Linked DNA regions of Sus scrofa: regions 1 and 2 are each linked to region 3. Evidence: chromatin contacts called from public HiChIP or PLAC-seq data. All regions are on one chromosome and are shown on one strand. Each heading gives the region's core, a stretch centred on a gene start, on an enhancer-like site or on the middle of the called end of the contact. The rest is flanking DNA. Distances are from core to core; before and after follow the strand shown.

The links. HiChIP or PLAC-seq counts read pairs in DNA pulled down with a chosen protein or histone mark.
Region 1: a contact with region 3 is called in an H3K27ac HiChIP or PLAC-seq map of skeletal muscle. The contact joins the promoter of ACIN1 here to the promoter of AJUBA in region 3. A contact is called at or near these places in 7 of 47 Hi-C or Micro-C datasets (adipose tissue, blood, embryonic fibroblasts and 4 more) and 2 of 2 datasets of contacts at active chromatin or transcription factors (alveolar macrophages and skeletal muscle).
Region 2: a contact with region 3 is called in an H3K27ac HiChIP or PLAC-seq map of skeletal muscle. The contact joins the enhancer-like site here to the promoter of AJUBA in region 3. A contact is called at or near these places in 4 of 5 promoter capture datasets (fetal liver, fetal skeletal muscle and liver), 13 of 47 Hi-C or Micro-C datasets (alveolar macrophages, blood, embryonic fibroblasts and 5 more) and 2 of 2 datasets of contacts at active chromatin or transcription factors (alveolar macrophages and skeletal muscle).

The regions. Positions count from the first base shown.
Region 1 is chr7:75,947,859-75,952,510 of Sscrofa11.1, reverse strand. ACIN1 (apoptotic chromatin condensation inducer in the nucleus) reads right to left here and starts at 1,308. Exons shown (of 19, transcript XM_021099243.1): 1 at 997-1,308. The coding sequence starts at 1,176. It overlaps C7H14orf119, which reads left to right and starts at 1,464. Exons shown (of 2, transcript XM_003128551.4): 1 at 1,464-1,641; 2 at 3,464-4,652. The coding sequence starts at 3,465. The coding sequence ends at 3,893.
Region 2 is chr7:75,975,986-75,980,510 of Sscrofa11.1, reverse strand. It overlaps ACIN1 (apoptotic chromatin condensation inducer in the nucleus), which reads right to left. Exons shown (of 19, transcript XM_021099243.1): 9 at 1,016-1,157. Among named protein-coding and RNA genes, the nearest start is that of CDH24, 14 kb to the left of the region's middle. Within about 2 kb of position 3,125, at least 71 of the 83 cell types and tissues checked have an H3K27ac peak or open chromatin away from gene starts, as enhancers often do. A contact at or near this core is called in alveolar macrophages, embryonic fibroblasts, fetal liver and 5 more, where this site is marked.
Region 3 is chr7:76,061,131-76,065,721 of Sscrofa11.1, reverse strand. AJUBA (LIM domain-containing protein ajuba) reads right to left here and starts at 2,713. Exons shown (of 8, transcript XM_021099246.1): 1 at 1,303-2,713. The coding sequence starts at 2,338. C7H14orf93 reads right to left here. Exons shown (of 7, transcript XM_021099247.1): 7 at 3,845-4,591.

The DNA of each region.
Region 1 (4,652 bases), core at 59-2,558, 110 kb after region 3:
AGGTTTTGGCCTGAATGAATTACTTGGTCAGTTACCCAGGAACAGGTCTACTTGAGTGAACTTGTATTGTTTCCAAGAGAGTGGCTCCTAGATTTGTCATATTTATAAGAATTTCAAAGAGGAGGCTACCGAACAAAATGACCAAAGATTCTATAAACTGTGGTCTGATCCAATACACATACGAAACTGTCAGCTTCAGTATAAGCAACGGTTTGCCAACGTAACCCTGAGCCAACCCAGCCCGAATTTGTACTATTCGGCCACGTACCCTAACCAGCACTAATTAAAACCGAGATCCTCACCTCCCCTGCGTCTACAAACCTCTACACATCAATCCATTCACCTACCTCTTGACAATCCCACCTTAATGCACAAAACCAGCCTGTCTCACCTCTCTCATCAATATTCACCAAACTCTTATCCACTCAAATTGCTTCTGGAAGCCCTATAAAGTATACACTCCTCCCTAAGCAAGTCCCTTCAAATCAAGGTTTCTCTTCATTTCACCTAATCTAATCAACTAGACTCCCCCCTCCCCCTCCACCGCTCCAATTCTATTCTTTCGGGTAAGGATACCAACCCCATCAACCCCTCCACCCAACTATACCCCTAACTCCGACCCAGCCCAACTCGCCCCCCTCAGGCCAGCAACGCCGATGGTTGTAGTGGGATTTAACTCCTTCCGCAGCGCATGCGCCGAGACCATAGACACAAACAAGGAGGGGGTGGGGGAAGGAGGAAGGAGCTTAAGACACTCTAGGAGAGTAGCGCACACCCTCCCATTTTGGGCTCGCGCCGCTACCGTTAAGGCGGGAACCGGCGCTATCTCCACTCCAGAGCGAGCCTCGCCAACCACCGTGCGCGCGGATCCGGAGGCTCGCGCTGGCGGCCTGAGCTCGCTCGCGCCGAGCCCGGACACTGCGCCTGCGCCGCGACAGAGACTCGGCTCTACCGGGTCTGCTCCCCTCCGACACGCCGGCAACGCAGTCTCCTCACCCCTTTGAGCCGCTTGACCAGGGCACTCTTCTGCCCGCTCTTGGCTAGGCCTCGCTGTTCCAGTGCGGCCTTCAGGTCGGTCACCCGCAGCGCCTGAAGAGGCTTCCCGTCCAGAGTCACCTCCTCCAGCTCCGCCATCTTGCGTGAGGTACTCGGGTCCGTCCCGACGGCTTCGGGCATCTTCGGTAATTTCCGCCAACGCCCTTCGAACGTTCCGAGCTGACCCCGCCCACTGCTAGAGTCAACCCCTCGATTACCACTTAGAATTCCCCGAATTCCTTCGGAACTGCTCGGGTGTTTCCGTCTTCACATCGGCACCAATCGGTTTTCTCCATCCTACCGGCCGCTCCTCCCTCCCTCGTGCTGCTTTCAGAGCTCGGTTCGCTTCGTCTTACCGAGGCTTTGAATCGAATCTGTTCGGAAGCTCTCGACTCTGGCATACCCATAATCGGAGTTATTCGGCTATCTCCGGACCTAAGGATGAGGCGCTAAGGCACTTGGGTGTTTGGGGCTGGTCCGGGACCGGAAGTGCGTGGGTTTCCGGGCTGGCCCTCTTTAGGGTTTTCAGGAAACCGGGAAGCGGCGGCGATGGTAGGATAGCGCTGTTGTGACGGTCTCCGGGTCCTCTGTGAGAGGAAACGGGAGGTAAGCGGGGTAAAAGTACCTCCCTGGGCCGAGTCAGACTCGGTGTTTGCGGGCTAGTCAGTAGGGCAAGCTTCCCATTCCCCTAGGGAAACAGCTGCCACCCCCCCACCCTCCGAAACCCTGCCACTCCCAGCTAAGGCTGTGTTGCTTTTTGGGACCTCGGAATGCTAGGCTCTGTAGCCTCCAAAGTTGACCGTGTCTTTGGACCCGGCTTGTCAACCAATTCATAATCATTGAACTTAAGTTTACCGTGAAAGCCATATCGCAAGACTCGGAAAAAGTTCTCCCTTTCCACGAAATAGAGAAGAAAATTCCCTTAGGAAGAATTGCTTCTTGTAGGGCCACTGTGAAAAAGGCAACGTCACTGGGAATGTTTTGGTACTGAACTGACGTAAATTGCTTCTGGCTTCCTTTTCTTTGTCACTGCAGATACTCCAATTTACAGCGGAAGAAATACAAACAGTAAAATAGGTCACAGACAAGTATTTTAAGGTTTTCATTGTTAGAGATTCAAACTGAGATTTGAAAACAATTCAAGTTGGCTGACCTTCCAGTTGCATTAGTGATGCGGATCAGTGGCAAGGCATCAATAGATATTATATTAAACATGAAAGAAAATTGTTCAGACATGAATTGTCACACATCAACAGCAGTAGAACACTTGTTAGAGCCCTAAACCACCAAACCAACTAGACTTTTTTCGGTCCTGAATAAACAACCACTTGGCTTTTTCTGTTTTTCTTACTTTGTTAATCTTATTTTGGGCAAGGTGCCCTCACTTAATCTGCTCTTTAATTTTTCCTGATGCTTTACAGGAAATAGAGGAAAATAAGGGGGTTATGAAGTTCTTGGCATATTTCAGAGGTTACATGCACATTGCAGAGAAGGCTCTTTCATCATACAGGATGTTTTTCCTTTCTTCTTTTCCCCCACTGTTGATAGCTTTGGAATGATTAGCACCTGAACCTCAACTAACTGCTTGATAAATTTAAAAATATGTACCTTTTTTTTCATTTTAGGCAAGATGTGTTGGACCTATATATTTATTTTGGGGGATAGGGGGTTCCTCAGCATGCAGAAACTCCCAGGCTAGGGATCGAACCTGTGCCCCAGCAGTGCCCATGCCAGATCCTTAACCCCTAGGCCACCAGAGAACTCCCCCCTTTTTTGGTTGGACCTATGTGAATCATTTTTTGTCTTTACTCAACCTGGAACATAGAATTAGAAGGGAAAGAATGAACACAGAATGTGGAATGTTTTGGTTATTTTTAGATTGTTTATAAGAATGATGGAGAGAGGCAGTGGGTTTGAAAAAGAGAGAGAGGAAGGAGTTCCTGTCATGGCACAGAGGTTAACGAATCTGACTAGGAACCATGAGTGAGGGTTCGATCCCTGGCCTTGCTCAGTGGGTTAAGGATCCAGCGTTGCCGTGAGCTGTGGTGTAGGTTGCAGACAAGGCTTGGATCCCAAGTTGCTGTGGCTGTGGCGTAGGCCAGTGGCTACAGCTCCGATTCGACCCCTAGCCTGGGAACATCCATATGCTGCAGGAGCAGCCATAGAAAAGACCAAAAAAAAAAAAAGAGAGAGAAGAGAGAGAGAGGAAAATTGGCAAATATGACATGCAGTTATTCTTGGGTGCCTTCACTAAGGTAGCTGGATAATAACCTAAATAAAGGACCCTGTTGTTTTTCTGTAAACTAGATAGGTGGAAAGTAATTTTCTTTGTAGATACCAATTGAGAGTGATAAGATTCTATGTTGTTAGAAGGCTGTATTTTGGTTGCTCTTTGTAGAGAGTGTGTAACAGTGCTTTTATGTTTCAGGATGCCACTGGAGTCATCTTCCTCTTCGATGCCACTATCTTTCCCTTCTCCCTTACCCTCGGTACCAGACAATATTTCTGACTCTTCCCCTCCTCCAATGTCTTACATCACTTCCCAGGAGATGAAATGTATTCTTCATTGGTTTGCCAGCTGGTCAGGTCCTCAGCGTGAACGTTTCCTACAGGACCTGGTTGCTAAGGCAGTACCAGGAAAATTACAGCCACTGCTGGAAAGTCTAGAGCAGCTTAGTGTGTCTGGAGCAAACCGACCACCTTGTATCTTTGAGTGCCAGCTACGTCTTTGGGATCAGTGGTTTCGAGGTTGGGCTGAGCAGGAGCGCAATGAATTTGTCAGGCAGCTGGAGATCAGTGAGCCAGACTTTGTGGCAAAGTTTTACCAAGCAGTGGCTGCTACAGCTGGTAAAGACTGACAGGTATTAAAATCAAAGAAGATAACCAGAAGTGTTGGAGCCAAGGCCACAACTTTACCATGAGAATTTCGCATGTATTACTTAAAGGTATGGGGATGGTATTCCAATCAGCTGTCTGAACTCGCTGAAGTACAGGCCTGGTGATTTCAACGTGAACAGCCTATCAGCTGGACTCCTGATAAATGTGTAAATGTCCTCCATCGGAGTGAATCCAGATCATCAGTCTGCCTCCTACTTGGTTCGTTCCAAGACATGTCAAACCCTCAAAGAATTTAAAGACTTTTGCAACCATAACCAAAAGGAATCTATACATTATACACATTGCTGGCCTGTGGGGTATAAAGTAGAGCCTTCCTATTCCAGAAAGGGGCCGTAAAAGGTCACGTTTTTATAACTTACCTGGATTCGGATGGTGGTTTCACCACTCCTACCAGCTTCTGGCATAATTATGTGAGATTTAAACTGCAAGCTTGAATTTTGGAAAAATCAGGAGATGGAGATACTTACTCCTTCCTCCACACTGATGTTTTTTAGAACCCAAAAAGCAGTGACTTTTGGAGTTCCCTTGTGATATAGCAGGTTAATGACCCAGCGTTGCCACTGCAGCCACTTGGGTTGCTGCCATGGCGCTGGTTTGATCCCCAGCCCAGGAACTTTTACATGCCATGGGTGTGGCCAAACCCCCCCACAAAATAGCAATGACTTTTTTCTAATGTGTATGTGACATCCTTGAAGCTGGTAGCATATATTCCTATTCTG
Region 2 (4,525 bases), core at 1,876-4,375, 86 kb after region 3:
AGTGCTCTTCTTGGCCCCCTGATGTAAGCAAGGCAGGGAGGCAAAAGGGGGCCCATCACAGGATCCCATACACATGCCCCCCTCTGGCCAAGACACCTGGATAGCAGACTCAGCTCTGACTGGGCAGCTCAGTAGCAGCGGGTGGGTCCAGAGGAAGAGGCGGCATCAGCGATTGGCCAGTTGGGCAGGGTTATATTTTACGGGCGGATTACCGTACATGAGGTACTTGGACAAAGTTTTACGGGGAAGAAGGACCTTGTAATAAATAATATTCTGCACATCAAATCACTTTCACCGGCCCCCACCCCCGCAACACACACCAAAGAAAGGCTACACACACAACAGTCCCTCCCACCCTGTTACCCTACTCCCAAACCCAGCTAATCCATTCTCTAATTACTTTAAGAGCCAAGAAGACTTCGCTGGCTCTGACGGGGGGAGTCCCCTGAATTGGGTGCAGGACACACTACATACGCCAAAAAGTAGAGGGGTCACAAAAATGGGGAAGGGGCCTTCAGGTGGTGGCTTCTAAGTAGCTACATCTCTGCAACGAGACCACTGGGGGGCAGATGAGGAACAAAAATTCCTCAGCATGGTGGTCAGCTGAGAACCACCAAAGCCCACTAGATGGCGTTGAGCTCCAACACACTTTTAAAAAGGAGGGAAAGCTAAAGGGGTTAACACAGGGAGAAGCTAGAAAAGGTGGCAGGGAAAGCTGAGCCTGGGTTTTAGATAAAGGGTTTTAGATAACTTTCCCAGTGATTACAAACTTCCAAGACTCTGCACTGCATTACTTTCCCAACAAGGAAAGGGGAATGAATGAGCCCTGTCCCCATCACAAGGGGTCTCCCTTACTAAACCAGCGAATTCTCCCTTGGCCCTATCCTGATCCAAGTCTTTGCCTAGTCCCTTCTTTAAGCTATCCCACTGTGTAAGAGGGATCACCAGAGTGGTCTACTCTTTCCCCCAGGTCCACTCCTGCCCACCCACCCGAGCAGGTGGCTTGAATATTTACCTCTTTCTTCTCCTCATCCTCTGCACTGCCCTCTGGGCGGTCATCATTGCTGACTTGGTCTGCAATAGGCATGGGGGGCTCTGGAACCTCATTTTCAGGTCTGTTTTCACTTGTGTCCATGGTCACTTCCTCCTTCTCCTCACTGTCAGTATGGGGTGAGGTTGAGAGGGAAGGGCAGGAAAGAACCAAGGGGAAGAGAGAACAAGACGTTAGGTTTTAGGTCAAGGAAACTCCCATGCCTCATCACTTGGGTGGGATTGGGAGGGCTGCTTTTCAGATCAGACTAGAGACCTTGCCCCCATCTTCCTCAGGGAAAGAGCACAGATCACAGCAACCACATCCACTCACTGCCCAGATGGGATAAAGCTGTGGCATGTGGGGTTGGGACTCCAACTGTTCTGAGGTAATTCGCCAGAGTACCCTTATATGAAGAGGAGAGACACATCTCTCCGAAAACAGTCCCTCAGAAGTGACTGTGATTTGCCCACAACCCCAGGGCCTCCCTAGCCCTTGGCCACAGGCACCTTTATTTAACCAAATTGCATGAGAAACTAAGGGAAGTCCGATTCCTTAAAAAGACGAGAAAGAACAACGAGGGCTGTGGCAAATGATCCCAACCTTGTGTTTAATCAACTGCTTAGTAAGTAAAGTCTGCTGACCAACGGGATCTGGACACACCAGGAATGGAGAAATGGTGGGGGCAGGGCTGCAGGGAGAGCAGGGCTGGTGAGGGGGTAAGCTTCAACAAGGACCCTCTCTAATCCAAAAGGAAAAATGAAAACTGCCGGACATAGTATGAAAGCTCAAAGAACCAGACCACTTTTACCTGCTCAGAGGTGTAGGAACTGTTCTTACATTCGGCTTTCGCCCAGTTTCTCCCACTCCCTCATTCCAACTTCCAAAAGATAAAGAGAGCAGGCCTCCCAGTCAGGACACACCCTCCCCCACACCATGCATCTCCCCCCACAAACACCGAACCCACTCCCCTACCCCACTGAATCACACAAGTTAGCTCCCACTGCAGGCAATAGATCCCAGAGGTTCACTTCAGATAAACTACCTTCCCATTTTCTTTTTTTCTGTCTTAACCCCTAACTTCTATCTCCAATCTCACCCCCATTACCATCCAAACACTGTGTGGGGGGATCAAATCAAGATGATCGAGGGCCTAAATCTCAGGAGAGGAGAAACCAAGTCTCCCCAGGTTGATAACTACCAACAGAAAATTTGGCATTCTCGACAGGCTGACTGACACTCAGAGGTCAGAACAGCCTCCCCAGAGCAGGCAGGGAGAGATGCACAGGAAGTGGGGAGGGGAAAATCGGAACTGTGCCCCCAGCTAATAGGCACCCACAGAAACACGAGATTCAACTGCCTAAATCTAAAGAAAAAGCTTATCCAAAAAATACCTATTTCCCACACAGAGAGGGCAAGTGGGGCCAATTAGAAATCAAGCAGGAAGGACAAAGGGGGAAAGCAGAATGATTAAAACAAACCAAAACGAAAGACAGAATGAAAGCCATGGGGAAGAGAAGGGAGATGGGGTGGGCCAGAGCAGTAGGGAAAAGGGATACATGGAAATGTGCAGCTCTCACCCTTCTTTGCTTTCTGATAACATGATTTTTTTTCTCCCCCTGGAAGTGCTGTTTATCCCTTTCTGGAATGGAAGAAATAACAAAAACCAAACAAAAAAATCCCAAAAAATTAAAAAAACAAAACACCTTCCTTGCCCCAAGATCCCACCACCTCCTCCCCAGCCACCCGATCCAGAGAGAGAAAATCAAGATGTAGCAACTGGGGATCCAAAAAACGGTAAATGGAAAGGGAGGTGGTGGTGGTGGTGGTGGTGGTGGTGAGGGGAGGTTAAAATAGATCTGGCTTTTAAGAGATAAGCGTTAAGTCCTCACGGCAAACCCCGAATTCAGCTGGCTTGGTCTCTCCGGAGAAGGAGGAGGAAGAGGGCCAGGCTGCTGGTAGTGGCTGGCTCTATTGTATTGGCGGAGCGGCGGCGATCAGCCGGAGACATGCAGGGGAGCCATCTTGCCACTTACCCAGCAGCCCGTGTGTGCGGATGGGGGAGGGCCCTGCTGCAGCAGGGGAGGGGAAAGAAAAGAGGGAGGCGCTGAGTGAGCAAGGTTCTCAGCCTCTGGCAGGCCGCTCTGAGCTCACTGCTGGCTCATAGGCCTGGCCTTTTTCCTTCTTTTCTCGGGTTACAACCACTGAAGCCTAACCCCACAGGGAGAGGGTACTCTCTCCTTGTTTCCCTGGGGGCGGGTGAGGGGGCTGGGTGGAGAGGACAAAGTTACAGCTGCTTGCTTGGAAGAACCCCGAAAATAGAAGGAAAGGAAACAGCCGAGCTGGGAGTGAGTTTAAAATGCTAAGAAGATAACAAAGGCAAAGTTGGAAAGAGACAGAGTGGAGGGCCATGAGCAATTTTTAATATGCCCACCTTCCTCTATCCAAGAGGGGAGGCACGGAACACTGAAACAAGATCAGCTGCTTCAAGGTGGGGAGGTGGGATGAGATTTGGCACTACCCAATCACCATACAGTAACCGGTTGCTGACCCTGAGCAATGGGAGCAATGGCCACGTGTTCCTACTCCAACCAGTCCTTTCTTTGAGATGGAAGGAGTGGATAAGCAGAGTGCCTTTCAGAATTAGCAGCAGAGGAGGGGAGAGGTGTCTCCAAAGAGATGACAGACAACCTTGTTTCACAGAGTCTTTAATAAGGTCACCCTGCCCCAGGGTCTGCTGGAGCCATAAAGGAAAAGGATAAACAGGGCAAAGGGACCTCGGATAGCTGAAGCACAAAGGCCACTTCTTGGAGCAAGGGCTCCAAAGTGAGGGCTCTGAAGCAGATAAGAAACTGAAGTGAGAGAAGTGCTATTGGGGCTGGGGGTGGGGGGCACGGGGGTTGATCTGGTGGGCAAAAAGTGACTGGGAACTAAATGGAAATTATTAATTACAGGTATCTTCTGACTAAATGTAAAAGGGGAAGCTGACTCTACCCATTCAAAAAAGCACTCCGAGTTTGCCCAAAAATGTTCATTTGTTGGCTGCTTTAGTATCCTAATGCCAGTAAAGGTTTAACACTAATACAAGCTTTAACCAAAAACTTGGTATTATTATTTGTAATACCAGAACTTTTAACCAGGACTGAAGTTTCCTCCCTGCTGCTTAAAATCTTAAATTTACACAACTTCATGCTAAAGGAATCATGTTTATACCTCACATTAAAGTTTCTTTTCACTTAGTGGTCCCTGTCTGCAGAGAGATTGAGAGTTCTGGAGTCAAATTGGTTAGGGCTCAATTCAGGCCCCAGCCCACCCCCACACTAGTGTGATACTGGGTGAGTTCCTGATCCTCTCTGTGTATCAGTTTCTTAATCTGTCAAGTGTGGGTAATAACAGTACTTATCTCATGAAACTGTGTGATAAGGACTGGCTCTGAAGAGTCTGGCTTGGAAGACACCCCAAATCAAGGTAAGGATATGCATAAAACACATGTAC
Region 3 (4,591 bases), core at 1,464-3,963:
CTTTCGGGTGGGGGTGGAGTGGGGGGGGGGGAAATGGAGTTGAACTTGGCAGGCCCTTCCAGTCGGCAGCCCTGTTACCTCTGAACCTCTTCTCCAACTTTCCTTCCCTGGCTGGGTTCCTCTCCCTATTTATATTTCTAGCCACAGAGTTCTAGAACATGGGGCCCAGGGCAGGAACATGGATGGTGAGAAAGGTGAGAAGATGATGCGAACACTTTAGAGACCCACTGCCCTGGGGGTGAGGCCTCTACTTCCTGTACTTCCTGTCACAATCAGATTAGCTGGTTGTTTTAATATAGTGATGTGGTACTTGTGGGTCTTGGCTGAAAGATGGTTCAAGATCCCACTGCCTCCAGCCTCCCTCCATAGCTGAGACATATGATCAATTAATACTTCTGGAAGGTAACTGCGTGGGGGCGAAAGGTAGCGGTCAAGTTTCTTTAGCAGCAGGAAGTAAGGGGCTACTTCGTGCCTGAATTCTGAGCGGGTTATGGCCAGATGCGAAGGCCAGGTTATTTCTGGCAATTTTACACATTCGTCAACCATCCACGGGTGATGCTGTCCGGGTGGCCAAGACTTCTGCCCTGACTTCCGGAGGATGGGGAAAATAGAATCTGAAGCCACCAGCTCTTAAATGCCCACGCAGGCACCCGGCCAGCAGGTCCAGCAGGTCCGGGGCCGGTCAGCAGTAGGGTCCCTGCTTTTCGTCCCAGGGCTTTCATTCTTTCCTCGGGCTCCATATCCCCGACCGCGGCAGCCACAGCTCCGCGCGTGTTAGGAGGCAGCTCCCCCACCCCCTGCACCTCACCTCCGCCCTGCGCCGCGCGACCGGCCCCGCCCGCGGGCACCTGGAGCGCCCGGGCAGGAGCCGGCACGCACGCTGCCCGCCCGCCCCGCCCCCCACCCGCGCATTCCCCGAATTCCTGCGGGCGGAGCCTGGGCCCGGGTGGGGGCGCGGCGCGCAGGAGCCTGCAGGGGCACCACCGCCGAGGGGGTAGCAAGATGGGGGATGCTCTCACGGCCCCACTTGGTCCCCTCCCTACGAGGCCTCCTACCGAGAAAAACCCAGGCTCTAAAGCTTGAGGAACTGGAGATCACACAGGGAGGGGGTGAATTTAGCAGGAATAGGGTGCCTGTGGTCCATCTGAAACCCAGTGGGAAGGGAATTCTTCTCTTGCCTCTTTCCTAGCCCTGAGTCTCTGCCTCCGACCTCCTGGCGCAGGCAGTTTTGGCCGTCGGGGCAGAGGGGAACCAAATGCGGTGACGGGTCCCTCCCCGTCCCTCACCACTTCTCTCACTCACCAAAGTAGTCTTCTCTGGACTCCGGCTCCCGTATCCGGGTCCGGGCAGCCTCCTGAACGAACGCACCCGGCGGCTCCTCAAGACCCGACGGCTCAATTCCCGAGGGTTCCCCGCGGGCGCCGGCTTCTCGCCCACCTGTGCCCCCTGTCAGGCGCAGCAACGCTGTTAGCTCATCCTGGTATCGGGCGCCAGCGGCGCAGTCCCCGTAGCCAGTCACCGAGTGTCGTCCGGGTTGCGCCCCTCGTCTCTCCAAGGGCCCAGCCGCTCCTACTCCAGCTCCGGCAAGAGCTCCCGGGCTGCCCAGGGCCGGGGGATATGAGTGGCGGCTTTCCTGGCAGCCGAATCCGGCCGGCCGATGAGCGCACAGTCGGTCCAGGGCAGCGTGGAGCTCGGGGTAGGCGGACGGCACCCCTCCGGAGGAATAGCCTGCCGGAACCCCAGCCAGGGGTGGGCCAAACAGGCAAGGCCCGGCAGGCAGAGGACTGCCGTGGCGCTGGTCATAGCCCATGCTGATGCCGCTGGTACGATTGCTGCAGGGTCGGCTACCTCCGGCTCCACCAGCCCCCGCCCCGTCCAGCAGCAGACTGCCCCGGGGGCTGGACGGCTTGCTCGCGTCGCTGGCTGAGCTACTGGCAAAACTGGAGCGGGGGCTTAGGGCTGGGGCCGTGGTCTCCAGCCGAAAGTCAGGGGGCAATGACTGAGGTAGAGGCAAGGCCCGGGTGGGAGGTGGCACCCCGGGAAAGGAGGCTTCGTAGCGCTGCGCCTCAAAGGAGCCGCGGGGGTTCCGCTCAGCATCCAGGGGGCCTTGCTCCCGGGCTGGCTCCAACGGCTCATCCCCAAGTCCCCCAGTAGCTCCACGGGGCCCTGATTTCCTAGGTCCCCCTAATCCGCTCTGACGCCCCTTTCCCGGCCCGGGGGTCCCATCAGACCCAGACCGGCTAGATTCACCCTTTCTGCGGCCGAACTTGGCGCTGCCGGAGTCCGAGAGTCTTAACTTCTCTAGCAGGCGACTGGCTTTCTCCCCTAATCGCTCCATGCCCTCGGGCCTGGGGACTCCAGCCCCCTCCCCGCCCGGCACCCTGCAGCGTCTCGGTGGCCGCTTCTCTCTCCCTGCGGCTGGACTCGGGTTCCCCGGGGGCACAGGATAGGCACCGGGATTTAGCGGGTGGCCTGGATGCCCCGCGCCAAGAATCCCGCAGCATCCCCCAGCGACAGGGGTTGCGTCCCCCCGCGCATCAGGGGTTAAGCAAGGCTAGAAGGGCCGACGGCCGTGGCTGTGCCTTCCGCAGGTCTATCTGTTCACGAGCCGACTCACCCGGCAGCCCCACTCTCCCCGGCCCCCGCCCCCCTCGCTCTCACACTCAGCACGGACCCAACTTCTCTCCCAAACTTTTGTCTGCCTGGCCGGATCTACTTTCCTGGAGGGGCGGGGCGCTGAGTGCGAAAGAAACAGGGGTGTCGGCGCAGGAATCTGGTGCGCCGGAGGAGGGGAGAGCGGGTGCTGGTGCCAACTGTCCTGGAACTGGAGATCCGCCGACTGACGGCTAAAAAAGGGCGAGGGGCAGTTTGGGCAATAGCTACTACACCACTCAAGAATTGGGACAGGAAAAAGTGGGGGAGGGGAGGGGAACTCTTTGTTTGTAGTTGGAATGCGCGGAGGGGCACCGTGGAATGTCGCGGCCCGGGACCCGGCGACGCGAGGCTTGTTCTGCGCAAACACCGTGACTTTGTTCCTAGTATGAGGACTGCTGGAGAGATGAGGAGGGACTGATACAGAAATAGTGAGACAGGGAGAGAAAAGAAATGTAGATACACAGAGAGGTTCAGAGCGAGGAAGCCCTTATAGAGAGGTTGTGGAAGACAGGTATGGAAAGAAAGAGAGCAGACCAAAGGGGATCGATCGCGGGTGTTGCAGAGACCGAAGGCTGAATAGGCCAAGAAAAAGACAAATTTGTGCGAATCCAGAGAGAATGAGAGACAAACAGATAAGCTGCAATGCAAAGACAACTTTCTGAATCCAAAACTCTGCAGTTGGAGGGAGGGAGTTTTAGAGTGTGTGTGTGAAAGGAGAGAGAAAAAGGCTTGGGACTAATCTCTACCTTCAGGGTAGGGCTGATAGAGGGATCGATAGACACCCCCTGGTGTTGGGAAATGAGATTTTTAGCAACTATTTCTGGTGACTGGGGATAGAAGGCCTGGTTTTTAGGGGTAGCAAAGGCCTCGCCCTTGGTTGGCCCACAGGAGATTGGTGATAAAGAGTAAGTATCAACTTAAGCGGAAGAAAAAATATGTTCTTTAGAAGAGATAGCAAGTGAAAATGATCAAGGTGGAAAAGCAAAAGAGGCCAATCCTGGCCATACTAGGAGGCTCAAGAATAAGGAAAAGAGGAAGCCCTGGCTGAAGCTGAACATACCTGATTAAATATCAGCCAATGGATTTTGCCCAGACCAGCACATCAGGGGCATGGGGTAGGGTGTGGGGGAAAATGGAGAGGGAAAATAACTCCTTTGCATTTGGATAGTAAATTAGTATGAAAATTATATGCAAACAAATCATGCATATTATTTTCACTTCAACATTCTGAACACCTTTTACAATCTTAGTGTGGCCTTAGGGAAAGGGGAAGGAAAGGAGGTTAATATCTTTGGGGAAATTAATTTGGCACAAACTGTTTGGCTTCTCTGCCCTAGCTGCATTGTCTCCCTGCCCTCATCTCTCCTGAGAATCAGCCTCTTTCCCTGGTCAGGGCTACAGCATCTCTCTGATCCAGAGGAGAGTTTACTCTTAGGGTGGAAGCAAGGAGGACTGAAAGCATTAGTAACCCAGGGGAGCTCTCAGGTTGCATCCAGAACCTGCTGTTGCGTGCCATCTTCAGAATCAGCCATAAGCTTCTCCCTCCTTTCCTGTCTCCCCATGGGGAAGGAGAACCTGGATGCTTCCTTCCAATTACCTACATTTTCTAACATTTGGGAGCTTTGCTCCTTTGGCGTTAGAATGGGAGAGTAAATCTTATGAAAAGTTGAGATGCCATTAAAGGAGGCCCATCCGGGAGCTGGTAGTGGCAGTAGTAGGCACAGTTGGGATCAAGAACTTGGGTGTTCAGGGGATGACAGGAAGCAGACACAAGTGAAAGGGGGACACTCTGATAGGGCAGGTGCCAGCAGTGCTCATGACCTCGGGGTAACCACTCTATAGGCTGAACTAGAGCCAGGAGCTCCACAGGCCCTATTCTCCCTCCCCAGGACTTTAGGCTCTATATACACAGATGACTCCTCAGTCCGTATCTCTA